Linked DNA regions of Mus musculus: regions 2 and 3 are each linked to region 1. Evidence: chromatin contacts called from public Hi-C data. All regions are on one chromosome and are shown on one strand. The core of a region is the stretch at or near the end of the contact, and the rest is flanking DNA. Distances in the headings are between cores, read along the strand shown.

Region 1 (4,121 bases), core at 854-3,353:
ACAGTTTCTGTGAAAAGTGAAAATAGATATTCTTAAAATGTGTTAAGTTTATTTATTTTGTTTGTTTGCTTTTGAGACAGAGTCACACTGTGTAGCCCTGGCTGACCTGGAACCCTTTCTGTAGACCAGGCTGGCCTTGAACTCACGACTCACCCGCCTCTGCTTCCCTAGTGCTGGGATTAAATCCACACCTGGCCGAAAAACAGGTTTTGTAATTGCCAGAATACTCCATTGTATCGCCTCCCCAACCAGCTATAAAATGATAGAGAAGTCCATAATGTTTATGGAGAGAATTAGGGAACTAGAATAGACTTATAGGTCTCTTAATGGGCACCTCATAACACACATGCTCTGAGACTTGCTGTGTGATTTCTTTTTGTGATCATCACCCATGTGCAGTGTCCAAACTTTTCAGGGGAATCTAAATTTCCACTCTCAAAGTTCTGCCACAGGCTCAGTGTAAACGCAAACTTGTGTTTATAATCACAAACAAAACCTACCTACCCAAGAAACACTTAAGTGACATTCCTAGTCTTCTTGTTCTTGACAAGTCCGAGGCTTAAAAGCTGGTGAGACGTTTTAATAATTTTCTATGTCTTAATCATCTCCAACGCATGTGAAGCAGATACCTCGTTTTCCTGTGCTCCTGTATCGACTCTTCACCTGCCTGTATGAATTATCCTTCCCTACACAGAGGTGGGCTATACCTGCCTACCCAGTGACTGTCAGAAACTCCTCACTCCCGCCTCCATCCAGAGCCCCTTAATGAACAAAAGAGGGTTTATCCCACTGCTTTGAAAGGAAAAAATAGTACATTTGCAAAAGTAGGTCTATCTTACACTTTTGAAAAGGTCCAGCTCCCACCCCCAAACCCTCTCCCGGACCTTAGGCTGTAACTGCAACTGCCAGGAAGCCCTGCAAAAGGGTACCAGTGCCTCACCGCCACGGGAGAGCCTGCAGCACCAGATTGGTAATGACGCCACATGGAGATAGCGTGAAAAAAGAATGAGAAGGCAGCACCAGAAATGTGCTCTCGTCCAAAGGGGTGGAAGGAAGAGAGGAGAGAGAACACACACACACACACACACACACACACAGAGAGAGAGAGAGAGAGAGAGAGAGAGAGAGAGAGAGAGAGAGAGAACAGATATCCTAAAGTAGATATAATCAGTGATCCTCTAGGCAAGGTACCTCCTGGACACCCCTAATCCTTACCTAGGCTACATGCAAAGATGTAAATTTGGAAGTACGTGGGAAATCAACTTGGAGACATTGTAAGGCAAATTCTCCCACCATCACTACCATCACCAAACCCTGTGCAAGTAAAAAGCCAGCACTAAATGCTACTAGAAACTACATGCAGTTCTGGGCCCGAGGTTTACATAATCACAAATTACATAATACTCATCCCGAGCACTAAACCCCTTTCTATAGGTGAAGTTCCCCATCATCCCGTCGCTTGCTATTTTCCAAAGAACGCTGGAAAAGTCTCCAATATCTGCGGAGGGAGGGGATGGGGCGCTGCAAAAGTCACCCTCGACAAGCCGCAAAGCCACGTCAAATGGTCCAGGGTAAAGGGGGTTCGGAGCAGGTGACTCCTCTCCTCCCGCATCCCCCCGGCGCCCGGCATCCAAGGCCGAGGCTGGGCGAGCGAGGCGCACCGGGCGCGGCCGGGCTTACCTGCTCCCCGAAGTCGATGGCTATGTTGGTGATGCCGAGGGGCACCAGGAACCGGATCAGGGGCCAGTAGTGCGTGAGCGCCGGGAATTTCACCATAGTCCCCGCCGTGGGCTGACCCCACACTCATCTGCCGCCGCGAGGGCACTGTGCTGGGAGGCGCGCGGAGCGCAGCGCGGGGACGGAGGCCGCGGCCGGCGGGGCCTGGGGCGGCGGCTGCTCGCGGCGGCGGCGGCGTCCTCTCCAAGCGCTGCTGCTCTAGCAGGAGAGCCGCGAGCTCAAGTCCATCCCCGCTGCCCTCCCACACAACAAAGATCTGCCGGGGAGAAAGAGAGGAGGGACAGGGACGGCAGCGGCGGCAGCGGCGGCGGCGGCGGCGGCGGCAGCAGAGGCTTCTGCTGACAGCGGCTCCATTATAAGCGCTCTGGGCCCGGAAATAAATAAATAACCGCGCGCACGAGGCGCCTCCGCCGCCGCCGCCGCGCCGCGCGGAGGAAATCAGGGGCGGGCGGAGGCGCGACACCGCTGGCGACCCGGGAGGGGGCCGGCCCGGCGCCGCCTCCCCGCTCCGCTGCGCACGGCTCGGCCGCGGGGGGCGCTGCGCTCGCACAGGCCACTGCCGTCCGCGCCCGCGGGGGACCGGGGCGCCGCCTGAGCCGAGCGCGCGGAGCGGGGAGTCAGGCGGGGCGGGCGAGCGGGCGGGGACTCCGGGTGACCCGACACCGACAGCCCCATGCTGTCCCCGGAGCGTCCGGCAAGGCCGTGTGAGCGCCGTCTCCAGAGTTGGGAACCAGGAGTAGAGCTTCGGGGACAACCGAGCTGGAAAGGCCTCGGCGTCCGGGCGGCCTTGAGGCGGACTGGGAGCTGCTTTAGGGTGATGGGGATACGGCTGCATTAGTGGGAGAGAAGGATGGTTTACCAAAACGAGCATCTCGCATCTCTCGTGACAGAGATCTGCAGACCCTGGGGAAAAATACACCGGGTGGCAGGGACTGACTGTCCGTCCTGGACTAGGGTTCTGGGATGCTCCATACCGGTCTCCAGCTTTTGCTAGTAATGTGCAACCGTTTACTTATTTAAAAGTCGACCGGTAAATATGCTTAAAAAAAAAAAAAAGGAAAGAAAATCTGCTCGGCTGTGTTATAATATGTCCCCAGTGATTTCATGATAAATCAGTTGCTGAGCTGAGACTTTTACCTAAAACTGAAAAGCTTGACAAAGCCAGCATCAGCCGGTGTCCCAGTATAGTGTATGAAAAAAGGGTCCAAGCCAGTGACTGAAGCATTCACAGCAGGGCGGGGCTGGCCTCCAAGAGACGAGTACAGTCACACAAAAAAGCTTAGCTCGTAGAGGGTCCTGTGCCTGCTTTGGCTCTCTGTTTTTGCCTTAATACTTTTCATTAATATTTATTTTATTATTTTATGTCTATGGGCAGATATTTTTTTTTGTCTGCATGTCTGTCTGTGCATGACATGCTTGTCCAGCACCCACAGAGCCCAGAAGAGGGCATTGGAGCTTCTCCTGGATTCCAGAACATTGTGAGCTACCATATGAGTGCTGGAATGGAACCCGGGACTCTGGAAGAGCAGCAGTCGGTGCTCCTAACTGCTGAAACATCGTTTTCTTCAAACCCTGGTCTTGCCCTCTTGAAATGATGAATTTCTGAACAAGGGGCCTTAGCTTTTCATTCTGTAGCAGTTGAGATAGATGGTTTGTTCAACTTGTATCTTCCTATGCATCTTTTTTTTTTTTTTTTTTTTTTGGTTTTTCGAGACAGGGTTTCTCTGTATAGCCTTGACACATCTTTTAAAATAAACATAATGAGTTAAACTTGTGTATTACTTAAAACATTCAAGTATTTTGTCCTAAGAAATGAACCCATTCCCTTTATCTCTGTAAGGCTCATATTAATACTATATTTGAAGGTAATCAGAGGCAGGAGGATTGCTGTAAGTTCCAGGCCAATCTTGGCTACATAATGAGTTCCAAGCCTGCTAGGATTTTGTAGGGAGACCTTGCCTTTATTAAATACATAAATAAGTAAATAAATAAGAGCTTGAGACATTAACTTTCTGGTGCAGATTTTTCCGACTGCATCGCAAGTATTAAATATTTCCATATTTGATGCCTTTTATCCCCTTCAGTTTTACACACTCTGGTTGAAGCCCCTAAAAACTAGGAAACCAATTTACCCGCAGTTCCGTGTAACCCCAAATTACATCACCCATATAATTAAAACAAAACTTTGGTAATTGTTCATTGCATTTGATATGTCAAACAGTTACCCTTAAAAGAGATTTTTTTCCAGCAAAACAGGAAGTTCTTGTGTACAGGGCTCTCCCCAGGAGCAATTCCTGAAAGGCATGTTTCTGTGTAGTCAGTTATTAAGCTAACCATACAAAAAAAAGAAAAAAAAAAAAAGGAATGGGTTATTTAAAGGAATT
Region 2 (4,121 bases), core at 465-2,964, 320 kb before region 1:
TCTCACAACAGAGCTGTGGTCTTCCCTTCATGTCCTTGAAGCAGGAAGAAATAATAAACCCTAGAGTTCAGGTTTTGTTTCTAGCTGCTGATTTGTTTTAGCTGCTGATTAGAGCGTAAACCTCTCGTAGTTCTTCTGTGCCTTCTGTTTGTGGTCTCCACATTTCTGCTGGTCCCACTTCCCCGTCCGTCTAGTAGATTCAGGGTCAGTGGAACCTCTGCCAGGATGCTTTATGCTCACTTAACAGTAAACGGCACAGTTAAAAATGGACCCCTGCACCCCTGAGCTTCCAGAACACCAGAAGGATGGGGTGAGACTGCCCCCTGCTCCTGGTACGCCTTTCCTCCTGCTGAAGTGCTGCTTCCCGGCATATGTGAGCTTGGGATTTGGAGAGATAGGTTACTGGGAAAATCCCTATACCTCTGCAGCCAAAATTACTACACTCACTTCTAAGCTTCAGCCCCTTCCTCCCTCGCAGAGAACTTACAGTGCGCATGAGGTAATTCACTGCCCTGTTGGCTCTTTCTCTAGTTTTAATTAATAGCCTGTCTTTGGCAGTTGGTATTTTCAGACAAAGAAAAAGTAAGCCATGTGATAAAGGTGGTAAACGAAACTTTAGAATGTCAATTAAGTTGATTTCTGTAGATTGTAAGTTTCACTGCTTATTTTGCCAACAAATGGGGTTATTTATTTGGTAATAAAGTTTCCTTTCCTTGTATAAAGAGTGCTGTTTGAGTCCACCTCTCCCCTGGCTCTGGTGTAAGTGTGCCATCTGGATCTGTCACACACAGGACCATTACAGGGAAAACAAACCTCGTGTCTTGCTTTTGCTCTTTAAGAATGTGAGGCTCATTTTGAGTCTATAAATGCCCAATCCTAGCCATAAAATTCAAATGTGAAAAAGCATAGAAAAGGCACCAAGTTTGTGGCAGCTTGTGCTCCATCACCGGCCTCTGAACGCGTTTTCTTTGCATACTATGGATTACGTCGTGTAATTTTTTGCAAAAGTCTACGCTGTTTCCATGTTTCCTTTCTTGGAGGATTTTTAAAGCTTATTTCACAATAAATGCAGGAAGGCCATAGGAAAACAAAACAACAACATCAAAAGATCTTACACACCAGATGTGAGCATAGAAACTATTCCAGGTGACCCCAAAGCAAAAGACACAAGAGCACACACTTGCCATCAGGAGCAAGAGTCCAACATGATCCCAGGGGTGTGTGAGAGACAGGACGAGGACGGAAGGGAACTGGCAGTGCGACTGTATAGACAAGGGAAGACACCAAGGTTCCCAAGAAGACAGGAGTGAGGGCCTAGTATGCGCCTTGCACACCACATGCAGTTGCACATCACATATAAGGATATTTATTTTCTCCTGTCTGTCTGCTTCCTGGGAGGAGGAACGGAGCTGTTTTCAATAAGTGGAGTGTAGCATTGCAGCCCAGTGATGTAACCAGTTGGCTCTCAGACCGCATTACATCCCTTTTTATCAAGTCTCATCAGGAGGCCCTGTTTGTTATAGGTCTCTGAGAGGACCTCCCTCCAGATGTACACAAAGCCCAAGCCAGTGAAGCTGTCCAGAACTCCCAGGGCTGGGAGGACATCTGTCACTTCACATTTCACCGAGAAAGGGAACCCAGCGCTGGAGAGTGCAGGAGAAGAGAGACATCTGGCTCCCAGGGTGCCTTAAGAATTTCCTTGAGCTCCAATTAGAGTCAGCGTGGTAGAGTGTAGTCTGTGCCTGGCTATTCCCACATGTGAGCCCTAACTGCTAGGTAGTGCTCAGAAGCCAACAGAGGAACAGAGAGCTGCACTTACTCCAGGCCCCGGGCTGCCGCTGTCGGGGCTGTACAGCCTCTGCCTTTGCTGCTGAGTGAGAAGCTCGCTCTGTCGCCTGAGGAGAGGTTCAGTCCGGGTGCTGGACCGTTAGATCCTGCTCATCATGCCGAACGGAATTAAGCCAGTCGACACGCTGGACTCACTGTCTTCTGTGGGCTCAGCGTACTGCAGCGGCAGACAGCCAGGCACCTGCAAGTACTGGATCCTCGACCTAGGTACACAGCTATTTTAGATGTTCATTCTGCACCTCTCTCTCTCTGCCTGCTTCCCTCCAGCTGGCTGCTTAAATGGTTGATGTATGCTGTGAAGCAGAAACAAAGCAGAATTCGTATCATGTTCTGATAGGAATTGTGTTCCGTGCCTACTGCCTTGCAAAGGGGCTGGGTGGGGATGGTTCTGGGAAACCCTAGAAATGTGACCCGAGACCAAGAGCAGTGCAGTGCTCAGACATTAGATGCAATGGGGTGTTCCAAAGGTTTTCGTACTGCAGCTGATAGCCTTTTATTTTTCTCTGAAATGGCATATAAACAACCTACAAGGCTACGATTTGCCTTCCTCTGACTTCGGCCGGTTTTGTGTCTGTTTCAAGTTTAATGTATTCTGGGGTTTTTCATAATAGCTGGGGGGTGGGGGGGGGAGCATTGTCATATCCCTGGTGTTTGGGTTCTGTGATTCTCCTAAGGACTGCTGCGTGTAAGATAAAGTTGGGTAGGGAGGATAGATGCTCCAGCCTGGATTAAAGGAGTGTGTGTGCTACAGTCTGGCTTTGCCCATAAGATGGGGAAAATAAGGGAAACTCGGTCCCTACAAAAGTCTCTTGAGTTTGAGCGAAATGATACAGAAACTTGGGTTGAGGGAATTGGATGTGCCTGATGCTGATAACTCTCTCCCTATAGCACAACACCAGTGTTGGCTGGCTTTCTGTTCGTCTCCCCAGGCATCTGGCAACACTGAGCATCCAACAAAATGATCTCTCAGAAGCTATTATCTTCCTACCTAGGATTCCAATCCTGGCCTGGTTGTCTTTCAATATCTGCCAGTACTTGCCTCCAGACTCTGTCCACATCCACCCTTTAAGATAGGCAGCAAGATGTGGAGTCAGGACGAGAGCTGCTGAGACTCACTGGACCCTTATCATTCCCTGTGAGCTTGACTGAAGAAGGATCAGTTGTGGGTAGAGGGTCTCCCAGTGAAGGAGGCTTATCCTAGGTAAAGGGGGTACTGAATGGGGCAAAGTGGTCCTGCTTGCCTCTGGGTGTCCTTGGGAGGTCAGGGGAAAGAGCAGAGCTATCTTTGATTTATGGGCCCTTAAGGAGGTAAGTCCTGACCCTGTCTGTGGGTGTTGAATTTGCTGCTGTAAGCATGGTTTTTCTATAGCATTCTTCATAGTTTCCGTTCACAAAGCTGTCATGGACATTTTAAGTCACTGGCATGTGACAGTGGATGTTTTTATCCCATTTGTGTTAATTACATTGTCCCAGAGTGGTCCTCCTTGAGAGGTGACGCCCTCACTTTGGGAAGGCTTGTGACCTTGATCTGCCCATTCGGGACACTGGGCAGTGGCGTTCCTGTGGCGGGAAGATGCACGTAGATGAGGCATGAGCTCACTTGATTAAAAATAACTGATGCAGAAAAAAACAATTGGTAATGTCAAAGTCTGATGCAGAGTCTGGACCACTAGGGAGCCCTGGCCCCTGTGCCATGGAGATTACCTCATCTCCATGAACTTGGTCATCCTCGACTGCAAAGCAGGAGCACCGACCGGTGCAGCATCCCTCCCTCCTGGCAACCCTGAGCGCCCCAGGCGGTTCAGCGAGCAGCTGAGAACAAGACTTGGATCTTGAGGCAGAGCAGCCTCTTCCTATAGAGGGACCTTTGAGTCCTAGAATATTTAGTCCTTTAAGAATTCTTACTACAGGAAATTACTAGACTTCTTACTTCATAATGAAGGGTGATTGTGCTATTATTCCCTGCACACATTATTATTTTGATAATTGTTAAATTACTAAGAAGTTTTAAGAGATAGTCTCAAAGTCAGCACTAAGTTGACGTAGATTCTGAAAGAAAATAAAATACTATTTCACGTTAAAGGGTGGATAAAAAACGATGGAAGTCCAGTTTGTCCCTCCCACATCACTCAGGACAGGAACTCCAGATGCCTTTCCCAGCATGATATCAGGATGATATTTTAATATCCACTGGTTCTTCCTCTGCATTGATTACAGGAGATCAAGTATCCATCAGGCTTGAGCAGAAAAATGGATTCGGACTCCTAGCCAGG
Region 3 (4,121 bases), core at 560-3,059, 260 kb before region 1:
TTGCTTCTCTCATCGTGATTTCTGTTTTGAATTGAGCAAGAGAGTCTGGTTAACCTCATTGCCTAAACCTAGAAACACAAAGAGCTAGCGACACACCAAAATGAGCTGGTGATGTCGGCACGAGCGATGCTTTGCCCATTCCTAATGTCCCTCTTGAGTCAAGCAAAGAATATAGGCTGCTTGTACTGGCTCCCCACTTGGCATCGTCAAGCACAATCAGGGATTTCGTGCCTCATTCAGGCAGGGCAGGGGTAAAGTTGTGGCTCTGCATTTGTCTACTTGTTGTGTTGAAACTGCACTTTCTGCTTTGATGTGTTGCCAGAGAAGGGTAGCCACTCAGCCGTTGCCTGAAAACTCCTTAGCAGTTGGGCCTCATCCTTAGTGCAGGCGCAGGCTTTGTGGGGTCCTTTGGTCTCCACCAGTTGTCACTTCCAGGCTGCTGGCTACTTCAGCTCCAAGTATGGGCAGATGCCACAAAAAGAAATCTCGAAGACCTGAGGTCTCTGGGTACTCTGCATCTTCTCCTCACTTTGCAGAGATTTCCTGCACTCTTCACAGACAAAGCCCAGGGCTGTTTGTTGGAGTCAACAGGAGAAGGAAAGAGAATGTGAACTCTGTCCTCCCAGACGCTGAAGTCTAGGATCAGACTCGCTCTTGAAGCTTCATAGCTTTAGGGTTATATGACATCTACTTCCTAAGACACGTGACCTGCTTGGTTTTCTTTTCACAGTAGGCACTACAGTGGTGAGTGTCAGAAGTTAAGCTCTGCAATCATCTGCTATCTGGTAACTTCTGGAGACTTATTTCATATAGAAATCCTACTTAGCCATTAACACTTGCTCATAATACCCAGAGCATAATGATGACAGACAGGAAATGAGAGACTAGACAGGCCAGTGAGCACCATGATTACTGCACACAGTACACAGTGAGGACACATGCATGGGGACTCGTTGCCTCTGATCTTGAAAAGGATCTGGAAGGAGGGAGAAGAAGACAACGGACTTAAATGATTGCTAAAACAGACAGTACAAAGGACTGTCTCACAGAGGTCTGAGACAACAGTTGAGCTGGGCCTTGAAGAGAAGCAGAACCTCCAGAGAGGAAGCAGGCATCACACCATTGGGTCTGTGGTTTGCTATAGAGGGCGGGACTCTTGGGAGACTGGATCTGACAGGATTTGCTTCCTCAGCTATCTCTCCTGATACCATTTCTTCTTCACCATTCAGGAGCGTTACAGTGTTATCTTTTGCTCTGTCTGTCGCTCCTCTGCTGGCAGCTCAGCTCAGGGCTTCTGTTCAGGTCTGTCAAGCTCCTCTCATCTACCTCCTAGTGCAAGATACAGGTTTGGCATTCAAAGGCTCTTGTGAATGTTCAAGGAAAAGAACAGAGTATAGCAAGCTGATGTCAGCACCAGCATTAGAGGAAACACACTTTGCACTGCTATTGAAAGCTGAGAGCCTCTTCCTCCGGTGGGGTCTACCCACCGGTTCTTTATGACTCCACTTATTCCTGTTAAGGAGCTCAAATAGCAACGACTGTGTCAGAATGCCTGGTAGGAAGCAGGGCGGGAGACACACTGGGCTGATAGCTGGGGAACTGCTTAGGATGCACGGGGCCCATTTCCATCCTGACTTTTCATTGTTTACACCAAGAGAGAAAAGATACAAAGCATCTAGGGGTTTTTTGGTTTTTGTTTTTTTCAAACACGGAAACCATCTTGTAGTACAAGACCCTCCTACACAATGGATTTTCGCCAGAGCTCACCAAAGAAGACAGGAAGTCAGAGGACCTCGATTTCCTGTTTCAGTTTTTATGGCTGAGCAGACAAACAGGAGGCATAAAGGAGCGGTGAGCAGACCCCACCCTCACTTGCCTGAACTGTGGCCTGACCTGGTTTCTCTGAGGCACCTCCTCTTCCCACAAGTTTCCCTTGAGCCACCTCAGTTACTGTATCCCATTCTGTGCGACAGTGATACAAGCTATCACAAAATCCGTGCTTTCACAGGGGCCAGTATCCAGGGTCAGGATTGGAGGCAGGAGGAGAGGTGCCTGAGAACACCCCTCCCCCGTCAGTCTTCTGAGGTCCAATGGGAGAATTCTGCTCCTTCTGCATTCTTGATGCAGACTTGATGTGTGATCCCTTCCAACCTCAGGGCCAGCACTTCCACGTCTTTCTTTGTCCCATTTTCTCATTGCCTGCATCTAGTCGAATCTGCCCCTGCCTCCCTTTTTGGGTCATCCCCTTTAGGATCATCTGGATAATCCAGAAATTCCCTCCATCTCAAGATCCTTAATCACTTCCTCCTAGGCAGAACCGGTAGAGTTCATTGGTTCTAAAGATTAGGACGCTAATCACTCCTAAGAGGCCACGCCCAGCCTGTCACACCAGCTCCACGCTGACAGCTCCTAGCTCTGTCCCCAGCATGGTTCCCTGACTTCTGGATAACTAATTAACTCTATGTGCACTTCACAGCTCTCCTCCACCCACATGTCAACCCCTCACTGTCATCTTCAGCCAGAAACCTCAGCAACACTGTCTGTCCTCTGTGTCCCCAGCTCTCCACGTTCTAGGTCTATCTTCAAAACAGCCCTCTTGAGAGGAAGGAGATGGCTCAGCGGATAAAGTCCCTGTGTGGAAGTGTGAGGACCAAAGTTTGGATTCCCCCACACAAAAAGGCAGGTATGGATGGGCACCGCCGTGCAAGTTTTAATTATCTCTTTTATGTTAGCATTTTCTTTTTATTATTTAAAACAATTTTTAAGTTTAAACATATTATAATCACATTCTTTTCCTTCCCCCGATCCTCTCCCCTCCCTACCAACCCATCTTTAAGTTTTCCTTAAAAGTTCAGTACGACCCCCCCCCGCCCGCCCCAAGCTAAGGAATAAAAAAACACACCCCAAACAAAAACAAAGACAAAAACAAAACTCATCTCATCAAATTGTGACCAAATAAAAGCACACGCACACATACTCGCTCACACACACTTGCATGCACACACACACACACTCACACATACACACACACCTAAAAGAAAAACTTGTGGAGTCTATTACTCAACTACTCCTGAACATGAGGCCTTCCTCTCCTGGTATACTTGATATACTCTCTGTCACTCTATTGAGGAAAACTGATTTCTCTCTCCCAGCAAGCATAAGTTACAGTTCAATTGTTAACTTTTACCCTAGTGGCTAGGTTTTTATTCATTCGTTCATTCATTCATTCATTCATTCATTTGTTCATTCAAAAAATATAGCAAAATAAAATACAGTAAGATAAAACAAAACTAACACATCAAAGTTGTACAAGAAAAACCAGCAGAAGGAAAAGAGCCCCAAGAGAAGGCACAAGAATCAGAGACCCACTCATTCACATACTCAGGAGTCCCGTAAAAAACACTAAACTGGAAGCCATAATATACACAGAGAAGACCTAGTGCAGACCCGAGCAGGCCCTGCGTGTGCTGCTTCAGTCTCTGTGAGTTTATCTGGGCTACCTCCTGTTGATTCGGAAAGCCTTGTTCTCTGGATGTAAGGGTCACCAATGATGTAAAGGTCATCCCCTCTGGTTCTTAACTGCTTTCTCATCCTCTTCCAATGGGGTTCTCTGGGCTCTGTGGGGGTGGGGGAGGGATTGCCTGGAGACATCCCACTTAGGGCTGAGTGTTCCAAGATCTCCCACTCAGTGATAATGTCTGGCTGTGGATCTCTGTGTCTGTTCCCATCTGCTGCAGGAGGAAGTTTCCTCTGATGATGGCTGAATAAGGCACTGAGCTATGAGTATAGAAAGATGTCATTAGGAGTCATTTACCACTATACTTCTCTCTCCCTCTCCCTCTCCCTCTCCCTCTCCCTCTCCCTCTCCCTCTCCCTCTCCCTCTCCCTCTCCCTCTCCCTCTCCCTCTCCCTCTCCCTCTCCCTCTCCCTCTCCCTCTCCTTCCTCTCTCAGACCAGTATCAGTTATCTAGTCTCAGGCTCCTGATCACCCAAGCGGTGATGGCTATGTGATACATTTACACAATGGAATATCACTCAGCTTTTTTTTTAAAAAATTACATCATGAAATTTGCAGGCAAATGGATGGAACTAGAAAATATATCATGCCGAGTGATATATCC

What was found. A called contact is a pair of places that touch in the nucleus more often than the background predicts.
Region 2: a Hi-C map of the N1E-115 cell line shows a contact between it and region 1, with 2.9 times the contacts expected there. The contact joins the enhancer-like site here to the promoter of Ank in region 1. A contact is called at or near these places in 1 of 484 Hi-C or Micro-C datasets (the N1E-115 cell line) and 1 of 115 datasets of contacts at active chromatin or transcription factors (pancreatic cancer cells).
Region 3: a Hi-C map of bone marrow-derived macrophages shows a contact between it and region 1, with 4 times the contacts expected there. The contact joins the enhancer-like site here to the promoter of Ank in region 1. A contact is called at or near these places in 1 of 39 promoter capture datasets (neural stem cells) and 3 of 484 Hi-C or Micro-C datasets (CD4 T cells and bone marrow-derived macrophages).

Annotation. Positions count from the first base shown.
Region 1 is chr15:27,464,659-27,468,779 of GRCm38.p6, reverse strand. It overlaps Ank (progressive ankylosis), which reads right to left and starts at 2,103. Exons shown (of 12, transcript NM_020332.4): 1 at 1,681-2,103. The coding sequence starts at 1,776.
Region 2 is chr15:27,786,009-27,790,129 of GRCm38.p6, reverse strand. The region is part of intron 34 of Trio (triple functional domain (PTPRF interacting)); the gene reads left to right. Among named protein-coding and RNA genes, the nearest start is that of Otulinl, 110 kb to the right of the region's middle. Within about 2 kb of position 1,714, at least 148 of the 459 cell types and tissues checked have an H3K27ac peak or open chromatin away from gene starts, as enhancers often do. A contact at or near this core is called in the N1E-115 cell line, where this site is marked.
Region 3 is chr15:27,722,204-27,726,324 of GRCm38.p6, reverse strand. No RefSeq gene overlaps it. Among named protein-coding and RNA genes, the nearest start is that of Otulinl, 43 kb to the right of the region's middle. Within about 2 kb of position 1,809, at least 119 of the 459 cell types and tissues checked have an H3K27ac peak or open chromatin away from gene starts, as enhancers often do. A contact at or near this core is called in bone marrow-derived macrophages, where this site is marked.